Linked DNA regions of Macaca mulatta: region 2 is linked to region 1. Evidence: chromatin contacts called from public Hi-C data. All regions are on one chromosome and are shown on one strand. The core of a region is the stretch at or near the end of the contact, and the rest is flanking DNA. Distances in the headings are between cores, read along the strand shown. Region 1 holds the start of ZBTB7B (zinc finger and BTB domain containing 7B). Region 2 holds the start of PYGO2 (pygopus family PHD finger 2).

Evidence for each region. A called contact is a pair of places that touch in the nucleus more often than the background predicts.
Region 2: a contact with region 1 is called in a Hi-C map of liver, with 4 times the contacts expected there. The contact joins the promoter of PYGO2 here to the promoter of ZBTB7B in region 1. A contact is called at or near these places in 3 of 14 Hi-C or Micro-C datasets (blood, cortical neurons and liver).

Annotation. Positions count from the first base shown.
Region 1 is chr1:112,003,089-112,009,517 of T2T-MMU8v2.0, reverse strand. ZBTB7B (zinc finger and BTB domain containing 7B) reads left to right here and starts at 3,899. Exons shown (of 5, transcript XM_077943524.1): 1 at 3,899-4,018.
Region 2 is chr1:112,039,526-112,045,954 of T2T-MMU8v2.0, reverse strand. It overlaps PYGO2 (pygopus family PHD finger 2), which reads right to left and starts at 3,854. Exons shown (of 3, transcript XM_015110893.3): 1 at 3,565-3,854; 2 at 2,653-2,702; 3 at 1-1,535. The coding sequence starts at 2,694. The coding sequence ends at 471. SHC1 (SHC adaptor protein 1) reads right to left here. Exons shown (of 12, transcript NM_001261487.1): 12 at 3,971-5,586. The coding sequence ends at 5,458.

The DNA.
Region 1 (6,429 bases), core at 2,650-5,149:
GAGGAGGCTGAGGCGGGTGGATCACTTGAGGTCAGGAGTTTGAGACCAGCCTGGCCAGCATGGTGAAACCCCATCTCTACTAAAAATACCAAAAAAAAAAAAAAAAAAAAAAAATTAGCCAGACGTGAGGGCGCATGCCTGTAGTCCCAGCTACCCGGGAGGCTGAGGCAGGAGAATGACTTGAATCCGGGAGGTGGAGGTTGCAGTGAGCCAAGATTGCACCAGTGCACTCCAGCCTGGGTGACAGAGCAAGACTTCGTCTTAAAAAAAAAAAAAAAAAAAGAACTCTAATAGTTAAAAGTCTCCTGGTCTATCCCCCAGTCCCTTAGTGCTGCCCCTGGAGGCAACCATGGTTACCAGTTTCTTGGAGAACATTCCAGTCTATGCATAGACTGCATCTTCATTCATTCTACAAATATTGAGTTTTTCAGTGTATACTTATATCAGTGTGGGTCTTTGGATACAGCAGTGAACAAAACAGATCCATGTACTTGTGAAGCTTACATTTTAGGGGGCGGACAGGACAAACTAGAAACATTTTTTAAAGTATGTATATGTTATTAGATGATAGGCACTATAGGAAAAAAAAAGTGGAAATCGAGCTGGTGTTGGGAATGGGTCATAGAGAGCCTAAGAATTTGAGCTTTTATGCTGAGTGAAATGAGGAACTATTGCAGGATGTTGAGCATGAAATGAGTTTTTTTACTTAAAAGGCGCAAGCTGGCTGCTGTGTTGAGAACAGACTTCAGGGGAGCAAAGGTAGAATACGAGTGACCTATTAGGAGGTAATGGCACAATATAGGCCAGACACGTGGTGGTCTCAGACCAGGTTTATAGCAAAAGCAGTAGTAAGGGGTGGCTGGATTCTGGATATATTACTCTTCCTAGTTAGTTAACATACTCTCCACATTGTTCTGCACTTTGCTTCTTTTCCTTTGATAAACCTTGGACAGGATTCAGGATCCCATATCAACACATGGAGAACTTGTCCATTCTTTTTTACAGCAGCCTAGTCTCTACAGTACTCCAACTTGAGCTTATTTCTTATCCCTGGCAGGTCAGTGCATCTTTTTTTTTTTTTTTTTTTTTTTTGAGACAGATTCTTACTCTGGCACCCAGGCTGGAGTTCAATGGTGCAACCTCAGCTCACTGCAACCTCCGTCTCCGGGTTCAAGTGATTTTCCCATGTCAGCCTCCTGAGTATCTGGGATTACAGGAGTGCACCACCATGTCCTGCTAATTTCAATTTTTTTTTTTTTTTTTTTGAGATGGAGTCTCGCTCTGTCACCCAGGCTGGAGTGCAGGGGCACGATCTCAGCTCACTGCAAGCTCCGCCTCCCAGGTTCACGCCATTCTCCTGCCTCAGCCTCCTGAGTAGCTGGGACTACAGGTGCCCGCCCCCACGCCTGGCTAATTTTTTGTATTTTTAGTAGAGATGGGGTTTCACCGTGTTAGCTAGGATGGTCTTGATCTCCTGACCTCCTGATCTACCCACCTCGGCCTCCCAGAGTGCTGGGATTACAGGCATGAGCCACCATGCCCAGCCAATTTCAATATTTTTAGTAGAGACAGGGTTTCACCATGTTGGCCAGGCTGGTCTCGAACTCCTGACTTCAAGTGATCCTCCCACCTTGGCCTCCCAGTGTGCTGGGATTACAAGCATGAGCCACCGTGCCCAGCCTCAGTGCATCTCTTTAGGCATCCACAAAATGCAGCTTAGTGCTCTTGGCTGGTCCGTTGAGAGGCTCTTACCTGGTCCCAGTGATGGGAGTAGTCAGAATTTACCTTCCCATGAATCTGGGGCTCCTTCTTCCCCCTCAGAGCCTGTACCCTATTTGGCCAGCTCCAGCCCTTCCTTCCCCGACTCAGGCCCTGGCCTACTGCCTTCTTTTCCTTTCTTAGGCCTCACTCCCCCCAAGCGGGGCAGTGCCTGGAGGTGGATCCTGGAGTCTGAGGTCTGAGCTCAAGGGCCTTTGCCAGGGGAGGGGAAGTCTGGCAGAGACCACTGGGGAAGTGGTGGGTAGAGGAAGGCGGAGTCCAGGGCTGTGGCCTGTGGTGAGATGGCTGATAGAGAGCAGCAGGGGGAGTGAGACTGCCAGTGGCCCAAGGAGAATGTGAGTGGGAAAGAGGGCTTTGACAGTGTAAAGACTGGAGAATAACAGAAACCTCAGATACCATTCAGAGAGCCCTTTTCACAATACAGAGTGCTTTGGGCGCCACGGAAGTCCACTTCAGCAATTATCCCATGTTAACATGAAGGAAATAGGCCCTAGAGGTGAAATGATTCACCCAAGGACATACACAGCACACTGCAGTAAAGGAGTCATTTAGCAAACCCAGATTTTCAGATCACCAACTCACTGCTTCTCCTAATGAGCCTGCCTTCCTCTTCTGAGCTGCTGTTGCATGGAGATGGTGGCCAAAGTGGCCTGGAGGCAGGGCCATGCAAGCAAAAGCATGGAGGGTACCACCACCCCACTCTGCACCCACTCCATGCCACTTCCCACCTCAGCCCTAAGCTCCCTGTTCTCAGCCCATTTGGAGGTTTCAGCCTCAGCCCTTTCACCTAATCCACACAGGCCAAGAGATCTTTCCTGGCCCATGGCTGCCCACTCTGTGGCTGTTCCCCCACAAGTATCTCTCCCCAACTAGGGCAACTCAGGTTTTGAGTGTCCAAACTACTCCCTCAGGAACTCAAGTGGAGTGAGGTGGGAGGGAGGTGAAGGAGACAGGGTACAAGATATTAGGTTGGTGCAAAAGTAATTGCGGTCTTTGCCATTAAAACCTCGCATACCCCTTGGTGCCCTGGTGCCCTCTAATGGTCACAGGGGGTGGGGGAATGGGTGGAGTAGGAATGGAGACAAGAGGGACCAGATGGATGTGACCCCCAAGTACAAGAGCAAGAGGAGAAGCCTGATATCCAGGATTCCCAGCGGATTACATCGGATACAGGACCCTCGTTGGCATGCGAGAAACAGGTGGAGAAGAGGGATCACGGCCCAAGGGTCTGAGAAGCGGCAGGCAATAAACTGGATATCACAGCAATAATCTGGCGGTGGGGAGGCGTGGGTGGGTGGGGGTGTCCCACGTTTTCCCAACACCACCAACAGGCCGGCAGAAAGGGGGATGTGGCAATCATTTCACTGACAGAGCCAGAGCGCAGGCCTACCCCCAAGGGCATAGGCTTTTTTTGTTTTGTTTTGTTTTCTGAGACGGAGTTTCGCTCTTGTTGCCCAGACTGGAGTGCAATGGTGCGATCTTGGCTCATGGCGACCTCCGCCCCCCCAGGTTCAAGCAATTCTCCTGCTTCAGCCTCCCGAGTAGCTCGGATTACAGGCGTGTGCCACCACGACTGGCTAATTTTTGTATTTTTACTGGAGACGGGGTTTCACCATGTTGGTCAAGCTGGTCTCCAACTCCTGACCTCAGGTGTTCCACCCGTCTCTGCCTCCCGAAGTGCTGAGATTACAGGCGAGAGCCACCGCGCCCGGCATGGGCATAGGCTCGCTCTTACATCCTATTTACATCTCTCTTGCATGTGAGTTATTTTCCCCCACCCACTTTCTCAGTTACTCTCAGACTCTAGGGTGTTCGCCAGCCTTGGAGCGTACCCGTTCCTCTAGCCATTCTCCAGCCTCAGTTCCTTTCCATCATTCGCCCTCAGCCTTTCGCCTACCCCAGCTTCAAAGAAGCGACCATACCTCCTAGCTGGCTGGGTTCGAGGAGCCGGGGACCTGCGCCTCCTGGTGGCTGATCGGAGAGAGGCTGAGTGCAGAGGGGTTCTCTCGCCTTCTCTGGGACGTGGAGTTTTGGAAAATGTTCCCCTGAGCTTCCTGAAGCTAAATTTACCTCCCCCGGCTTTGGGGGGCGCAGAGATCCCGGCGGCGATTAGCGCTGCGCGGCAGCCGGCTCCAACCCAGAGGCCCGGAATAGGCGCGGAGTTATAAATAGTGCCACCCGCAGGTGTTGGGGGGAGTCGGCAGGAGGGGGGTACCCCTGGCGGCCACGGCCCCTTCAGGTGGGTTGGGCGGTCGCGGTGGGAGCGCTGGGGGGCGGGGGGCGTGGGGGTCTGCGGTCTGAGCGCCCCCAGCGGTTTCCTGGGCGGCGGGTTTTTCGAGGGAAGCGGAGGCAGTCGAGGATGGGGGGGAGCAGCGGGGAAGAGGTGGGCGCCGGGCGCAGGCTGACACTCCGCTTGCAGCTCAGTTCCCCACATTCCGAAACAGACCCCCAGACCCACTCACGCAGGACCCCGCCCAGGCAAAGCCTCGCCTATCTCGCCACCTGAAGGCCTCTTTCCCTCAGGTTCCGCAAGCATCTAACTTCTATGCTTCTACCCTTTGGCGCACGTGGCCCAGTCAGTCCGGGCACCTGGCCCTCACTCCGAGTCGCTGTCCCCAGCCCCAGGTATTCAGTCCTCCCACTCCGGGCTTTCATCCCTCTCTTAGGGTAAACACTTCCTTCTCTGAGTATTTCTCCAACTCGTGCTACTCTCCCCAAATATTAAGGTCTAGCTGGTCACCTAAAAATTTAAGTCTTAACGTGAGGATCTGGGACGCTCCCCTATCCCCAGGCGGCCCCTGCAGGCCCCTCACTTGCCCTCCAGCTCCCAGTTCCAGTCTGGGCCTGGTGGCGGGGCGGGGGCGGCCGGCCCCTGGGGCCTAGCAGGGGCTTCAAGGGAGGGGGCGGGGTCTCCAGTCAGCGTTTCTCTACCGCCGCTGTTTCGGTCGTTTGGCGTGGTTAGGGGTTGGGGTAAGAGGGAATTTCAAGTAGGGGTTCCCCACTCCGATTTCTGAGTAAGGAGGGGAGCTATTTGCACCAGGAGAAAAAAAGAGACATGGGAGGGTGGGCGTCACTGAGGAACTAACTGAGGATTCCAGGACTATTGGGAATGAGGTGGGGAGTGGCAATCTAGCCGCAGAAAGATCAGTCATGTTCAGCCAGACGTAGAACGCGACCCTCAGGGGGGAAGTTGAGCGAGGCAAGCCTGAGGCACTGGGCACCTTCCGAGTTTCTGTACCCAAAGGCTGGTGCCAGGGAGCCCGCCCTGATATTGCCTCTGGAAGCCCTGGCCCTGCCCTTCCCGGGCCACGTTCCCACCCCCTGTCCCCCGCCCCCTTTCTTTGGCTATCCCCTTTCCTCCCCAAAGCAGCCCCCTCTCCATTTCACTTGTGGCACTGCCGCCTAGCTCCTAGCACAGCCCTTCGCCAGGCCTGCACTACCCGGACGGCTGGAGTAGGACCGGGAAAACCCCGGCCTGGACCCCACCGGCTCCCGGCCCCTCCGGACCAGAATCTGTCCGGCGGGGCTGAGAAGAAAACCCGGAGCAGTGACCGGCCTCGGGACCCAAGGGGGTCAGGGACGCTAGGAAAACCTGGAGCGGATTACTCGAGCCAGAGCGCCCCATGCCTGCAGCTACCTCCTCCTTCCTATAGCCCCCCTAATTCTCCAGTGAGATAATGTCTGGGGTGGGGGGCTGTTTGGTTTGGCCTGAGCCCTCAGGGGCGCCTCACACTTTCCGCCCCTGGCTGGGGCGCAGGGCAGCGGCCCCGAGGCTGAGTCACGGCCCGGCGCGGAGAGGGAGAGAGGGAGAAAGAGGGAGGGAGGGACCTGGACTCCGCCCCTCATGCGCGGGGATCCCGGGTCAGCCCGGGTGAGGGCCAGGGCCCCCCTGGCGCCGCCCATTGTGGTCCAACAGGTTGAGCTGGTGTCCCGAGGAGCCACCTGCTGGAAAGGGAGGGAGGCCCCCTGCGGAGGGGGGTTGGGAGGGGAAAGCGAGTCCGACCCGGTTCGGCCTGGCTTGTCGCGGGGGAGCCAAACCTGGCCCTAGGTAGCCTGCTGTGATTCCGTTTGACACTAGTGGGAGGGGCCCTTTGGGGTACGCAGCTCCGCAGGCTCAGTCGGAAACATCCTTCACCCGCTACCTTTCTCAGTTGGGGGGCTCCCAAGTATTTATACCGGTCCTCCCCAAAACCTACACATACCACACATCCCAAAACATCCAGGCACCCCTCGCCACCTGGGTTTCTGAGCGAATCCATGTCAAGATGTCCCTCCTCGGTGGAGACTCAGTTTCTCCACTTAGGGAACCCGCGGGATGGAGTTGGGGAGCAAAAGCGTGAGCGCGCCCCCTCCCCCTTCGCAGACTGGGCCCCTCCCCTCCGACAATGCCAAGGCCGCAGCGGGCACTGGCGACAGCACAGAGGCTGCTTGCCCGGGGCGCCCTTCCCTCCCCGCGGGGCACCGTCACGCGTGGGGAGGGACGCAGGGCGCCCGCAGGCTCAACTCCCCGGCTCCCTCCGAGAGGGGGTGGGGCGTAGGGGCCGGAGCTGAAGGCCTGGTGGCTCCCCCTCCCCCTCCCTTGTAGGTCCCTGACCTGATTATAGCCCCTCACGGGACCCCCTCCCTCAAGACCCTAAGTCCCCAATTCAC
Region 2 (6,429 bases), core at 2,605-5,104, 36 kb before region 1:
CTATTGCAGGGATGGCAAGACCCCAATTCCTCTGGCCAGAAACCTTTAACACTTGACTCCAAAAACTAAGGCTGGAGCTGTGGGGCTCGGTAGGGGTGTTAGGCACAGGTGTTAGGGGCATCCATCATCAGCAGAGGGAACACCCCTGCCCTCCGGATCTTCCTCCAGCCCCTCTTCTCTTGCAGCCACACTCCTGGGCCTCCAGAAATAGCCACAAAATGGCTCTGCTCAGCAGGGCTTTGGTTTCCTGGATCTCTGTAGATCTCAACATGTAAGCTTCCCAAAAAAGTGAGCAATCCAGGCTCTTCTGCCTGCCCACCTCAATTCCTTTTCTGCTCCCAGGAGCAACTGTTTCTGCCCCATGGGGATGGAAAACCAGTGGAAACAAGGACCAAGAGCCAGACATCAAAAAAATCACCCTGGAAGAGCAGGGAGAGACATGTGCACTTCCCTGGGCCACTTCGCCAGCATCACCCATCGTTAGCAGCCACCAGCTGCCCCATGCCCTCGCGGATGTAGACAGACTGGATCTCCTTGGTCTTGAGGCAGAGATCGCAGGCCCAGACGGCAGAAGCTTCAGTGGTCAGTAGCCCATAGGCGCTCTCAGTCATGCCTGTGCACTCACGGTGGAACCACTTCTGGCAGGAAGCCTCACACAGAATGGCATCCTGGTCATCATTCACCTCACTCCGACAGGCACCACATGGGTACACCAAGCCTGGGGGAGGCTGGGGCCCAGAGCCCCCACCTGCCTTGCCAGGGGGTGCCAAGCTGTTGGCATCTGGAGTGCCCCCACCCCGCCCACTACTGTTTGGGGGGAAACTGGGCTGGTTCCCATTAACAGCAGCAGCTGGGGAGCCTGAGTGGGGTTCCTGGGGAAAAGCAGTAGGGGCAGGTGGATTCAAGGGCTTCCCCCCATCCTCACCACCAGGGCCAGGAAAGCCAGGGTCCGGACCAGGAAAGGGACTTGTGTTAGGTGGCAGGCTGGGAAGCCCCTGACCAGGTCTCTGGAGAGAAGGGCCAAAAGGAGCCCCTGGCTGAGCAAATCGTTGGGACAGAGAAGGTGGGCCCAACTCTGCTCTGGGAGGCTGTCCCATGGTGGGTGAGATCATGGGACCAAATCCCCCAACTGGGCCCGGCATCATCTGCCCGCTGGGAGGACTAAAGTTTTGACCTAGAGGCTGGTTGAAGGGTTGGCTGGGAAAATTCATGTTGCCTGGGGGTGGGTAGCCAGGGCCCTGGGGGGGCATGTTGAAAGCAGGGCCCATAGGATTGGGAGGGAAGGGGGGTGGCTGTCGACGAAGTGGCTGGGGGCCCCCTCCAACTCCAGTGCCATAGCCTGGGGGTACCTGGCCCGCCATGCCCCCCTGCACGCGGAAGCCTCCAAAGGGCACAGGACTGCCAAGGAATGGAGGGGCTGCACCCCCCACCTTGGGGGCTCCGAAGTCATCTTCAAAAGGGTTGGATGCAACCAGGTGATCCACCATGGGAGTCGGGGGTGGTGCAAACTCCGTCAGATGTGAGTATGCAGGGCCCTAGTGAGAAACAGTTGAGGGAAAGAGGGTCATGGAGGGAAACACAGAACTAAACCAAGAGAGCACTACCAACACAATACACATTTTGGAGGCTGATACTGGGCAGCTCAGGCCTAAAATCAATATGGACCACAGGCCAGGTACAGTGGCTGACGCCTGTAATCCCAGCACTTTGGGAGGTCGAGGCGGGCAGATCACAAGGTCAGGAGATTAAGACCATCCTAGCTAATACGGTGAAACCCCGTCCCTACCAAAAATACAAAAAAATTAGCCAGGTGTGTTGGTGGGCGCCTGTAGTACCAGCTACTCGGGAGGCTGAGGCAGGGGAATGGTGTGAACCTGGGAGGCAGAGCTTGCAGTGAGCCGAGATCGCGCCACTGCACTCCAGCCTGGGCGACAGAGCAAGACTCCGTCTCAAAAAAAATAAAAAATAAAAAAATATATGAACCACAGGCCGGGCACAGTGGTTCACACCTGTAATGCTAACACTTTGGGAAGCCGAGGCAGGAGGATCCCTTGAGCCCAGGAGTTTGAGCCCAGCCTAGGCAACACAGCAAGACTCTGTTACTACAAAAAAAAAAAAAAAAAAAACCCAAGAGAAAGAGGGTGGAGAGTGGAACCAGCATAGTGCAGTAACTGTGTTTTAAAAACGGGCAGAACTAGAATGGAATCCCAGCTCTGACCGTGAAAAACAACCTCAAGACTGTGGAGCACATATTTAACATTTTTAACCCCCAGATTTCTCGTCGTAAAATAGGGATAATGCCTATCTCCCCCAAACTGTTAAAGCATGTTAGCACAATCCCTGGCACTAAAAAAAGGCTCAGTAAGTGGAAGGTGTTACGTTATCATCATGAGGAAACCAGGACAGGAAACATGGAGGAGACTGGAACCCTGCGTGGTAAGAACTTTGGTCGAATCATCTCTAAGGAGAGAATACTTTCCCCTAAATTTGTTATAAGGTTCAGGGAAAGAACAAGAAACAAAGCAAGAAAGCCAGTTTTCTCTCTCCTCCCTGCAGCTGATGCAAGATACAAACAGATACTGGAATGGCAGAGTAGACAGTGTGCCGCCAAGGGGCTGCCGGGAACCACCCCCACCACCAACCACCATTCACCTGAGTATTTGACTTCCTTCGCTTCTTTTCTGGGCTCTTCATTTGCAGACCTGGAAGAGCGGCAAAAGGAAGACGCAGACAAGTTTCCCTGAGGTTTCCCCAACCTCTTTTCTCTCAGCCATGCTCTGAGGAACTCCTTTAACGTCAATACATACTTGCTTATTTATTCAACAAATGCTAACAAGGGGTGCAATATGAAAAATAGATCGTGAAGATGATCATACTCTCAGCTATGTCTTCCTTTAAATGAGAGATATCCCATCTTTCGATATCCTCAAGCTCCAAGTGACTACTGAATTCCATGTGGCTCCAAACTCTAGCGTCCTCAATGTGTGACACCTGCCCCCAACTCCTGGAGGATTACACCCACCCATCCTTTTCACCTGAGCCTCCCTTCAAGCCCTTCAGCCTGTGAAACGCCCCCCTCCCACCATCCCTCCCCTCTGAGGTTCCCAAGTCCTAGGCTTCTTCAGCCCCCGCTCCTCGCAGCGCTCTCACCGGCCTTGCCCTGCTTCCTCCCGGTGCTGGGCGGCGCAGGGGGCGGTGCGGGGCCGCCACCTCCCTCCAGCTTGTCCGGTGGGGGCGGCGCCGAGGCGGCCATGGAGTGAGGGACCGGGGTTAGCGGCGGCGGCGGGGGATGGAGGCGCCCTCGGGCTGCACCATCGCCCAGAAGGGGAGTCAGGGGCAGCACAGGCCCCCAAGCTGCAGCAACCACAAAGTGGGACGACAGGGAAGCGCCCAGCCGCGGCGCGAACTGCGCGCTCTCTCCACACTCGCCGCCAGCCAGCGGCTGCAGCAACCGGAACCGGAACTCGGCGCGGCCACCACCACTAAGCGCGGCGGGGAGGGGGAGCAAGGACCGGACGAGACCCCACGCCAGAAAACAGGCGGCAGGCGAGGGGCGAGGCTTACCACTGCACCACGCGAGTGGAGAGGGTCGTTTCCGCTAGCGGCGGCCCACACCAGCTCACCGAGGGGCGGCGGCGCGCGGCCCTGCTGCCGGACCGTACCATCCCGGGCGGTGGAGCCACCGCGGAGGGGCGCGCGCGAGCCGAGGGCGCGCCTGGGAGGTCTAGGTAGTCCCGGGGGCCGGCGTTGCGGCGCCGGGGAGTCCGGGTTCTTGCCTGGACGCACCCGGAGCCAGCCCCCGCCCCCCGGACACAACATCTTCATGGGGACGGTGGCGCGACACGCCCCACTCTGCCGCGCCCAAACTCCGCAGACCCCCTAGCTTCCCTCGGCGGCCGCGACCTCCCGCCTCCCCGCTGTGCAGCTAAGGGCCCGCGGCGTACACAATAGGCTTCCCAGGATTAAGAGGCAGAGGTAGAAGAAATACGGACTTTAATGAAGAGTTTTCCCTTTGGTATAAGTGAGACCCGTGGAAACATCCAAACAACAGCAAAAGGAGTCCAGGATGAAAACGGTCAACTGTCCCTTATCCACAAGGCCAAAAGAGGGGCCCAGGCTGGGCCGGGCCTGTAGAAGGTACTCAGGAACTGCAGGTTTTGCGTTTCCCCTCCATGAAACTGACAGGCATTCGAGCTGACTTCTGCCTCTCAGTCTCGCGGTAAGAGACCCAAGTTTTTCTAGTCCTAGATGGAAATAAATTTCATCTGCCTCAGGTCTGGTATAAAAGGTGCGATCCCAGTTACCTCACAGGCCTGGGCGAGGAAAATGCCAACAGCTGTAAAAGGGCTTGGAAAAGTCAAAAAGGTGATGTATAAATGTAATAATTGATTACCATTTTGTGCTCGAGAATAAGCCATGGAAAACAAAATAGGAAAGTAAGTCTACAGCCCTAAAATATATGCATATAAAACTTTAAAAGAATGCAGTTCCAACTCTACAGATGGTATTTGGGGATTGTCTACTGCTTTAAGAGTCTCAATGCCCTTTTTCCCACCTCCACAAAATCCACCTGGGAGAGTGAACTGTACAAGAGGCCCAAATTCAGTCACCCCTACCCCACCCTGCCAGAAAGGGAGGCAGGGCAGAGGCTCCAGGAAGGGCTACACTTTGGCTGTAGAGTACAATAGGCATGCAACATGGGAGAGGGCAGGCCTTACGAAATGTATATACAGACCCCTTGGGGTGAGGGGCCCCGGCCAGGAGGCACTGAGCAAGGGAGGGATCCATCTCCCCCCTGGCCGGGAGGGGGGCTCTGGGGCAATCTCTAAGGGTTGCATATCCCCAGGGAGAGGGGACAGCTGCCACTCCTGCCTCTGTTATCCCAAACCAAACCGGAAAGAGTGCTGAGCAAGAAGACAGGTCCCAGAAGCCAAGAAGGTGTTGGCATCCCTGTCATTGAACTCAGGGGCCCAAGAACTCTGCATAAAATATCATCAGACCTAAGAGATGGTCAAAGGCACAAAGTTTAAACATGGTGGGGTGGGGGTGTTGAGAAGGGTCTGGGATACCCTGAAGCACAGAAGTGTGATTTGTTCCCCCTTGCCCAAAAGGGTGACTGTTCCACTGGGCCTGTCACCACAGGACATTTTCCATGACAACCACTCACTTTCTTGGGGAAGGGGCATCAGGTTGGCACAGGAAAGGCCCAGGTGAAGGGCCACTCTGTACATTAATACTTTGGTGATCAATGTTTGGGGAGAGGCAGGATTCTCCCCCAGGCTTCTGACTCAAACCCTCAAACCCTCACTCAGCTGGATATGAAACCCAGAGTCCACACTACTCCCAGCTCTGACACAAGGCCAAGCCCGCAGAACACTCCCAAATGAGGTCCCAAGAGTTAGGGAATAGGGTGGAAGGGATTGGAGGGCATCTTCTGGAAGAGAGGTCTGGGGCAGATCACAGTTTCCGCTCCACAGGTTGCTGTAGACACAGTTCGCTGCCCGCAGAGATGATGGGCAAGTGATTGTCCATATGGTAGCTGATGAGGTGACTGACACTCTCAAAGCGGTGATCCTTAGTCCGAACCTGGGAGGGTGGGAAGGAAGAAGGTCAATTCAGGTGAAGAGTCAAATAAGACCTCAGCCTCCAAGGTGGAAGAGGGTAAAACAGACAAGAGGCTTGAAGAAGGAGAAAAAAATGGTAGGGGAGAGTGTGGCCTATCAGTCCTGATCATTGAGGTTTCTCTAGAAAGAGACAGTTGCAGGAATAGACAGGTCAGTGAAGTGGGAAAAGGCAAAGGTGACATCAGCCCTGAAAGAGTGAAGCTGAGAGCTATATACCCTTTTCTTGACGTGGAAAAAGTTGGCATGTCTCAGAAGAGTATACACAGTGCAAAAAAAGATGTGGAGGCTGGGCATGGTGGCTCATGCCTGCAATCCCAGCACTCTGGGAGGCTAAGGGAGGCGGATCACTTGAGCCCAGGAGTTCAAGAACAGCTTGAGCAACATGGCGAAACCCCATCTCAACAACAACAACAAAAATACAAAAATTAGCCGGGTGTGCCACCACACCCCAGCCTGGATGACAAAGCAAAACCCTATCTCAAAAAAAAAAAGAAAAGAAAAAGAGGAAAGGAGGCTGAGATTGCTGTAGAAAACAGACAAAAGTTTGTTTGTTTCTAGACAGGGTCTCTGTCACCCAGGCTAGAGTGCAATGGCGCAGTCATGGCTCACTGTAACCTCAAACTCCTGGGCTCAAGCAATCATCAGGCCTCAGCCTCCTGGGTAGGTAGGACTACAGGCATGTGTCACCATTCCTGACTAATTTTTTGTTTTTTTTTATTTTTCTAGAGATAAGGTCTTGCCATGTTGCCTAGGCTGGTCTAGAACTCCTGGCCTCAAGCAATCCTCCCACCTCAGCTTCCCAAAA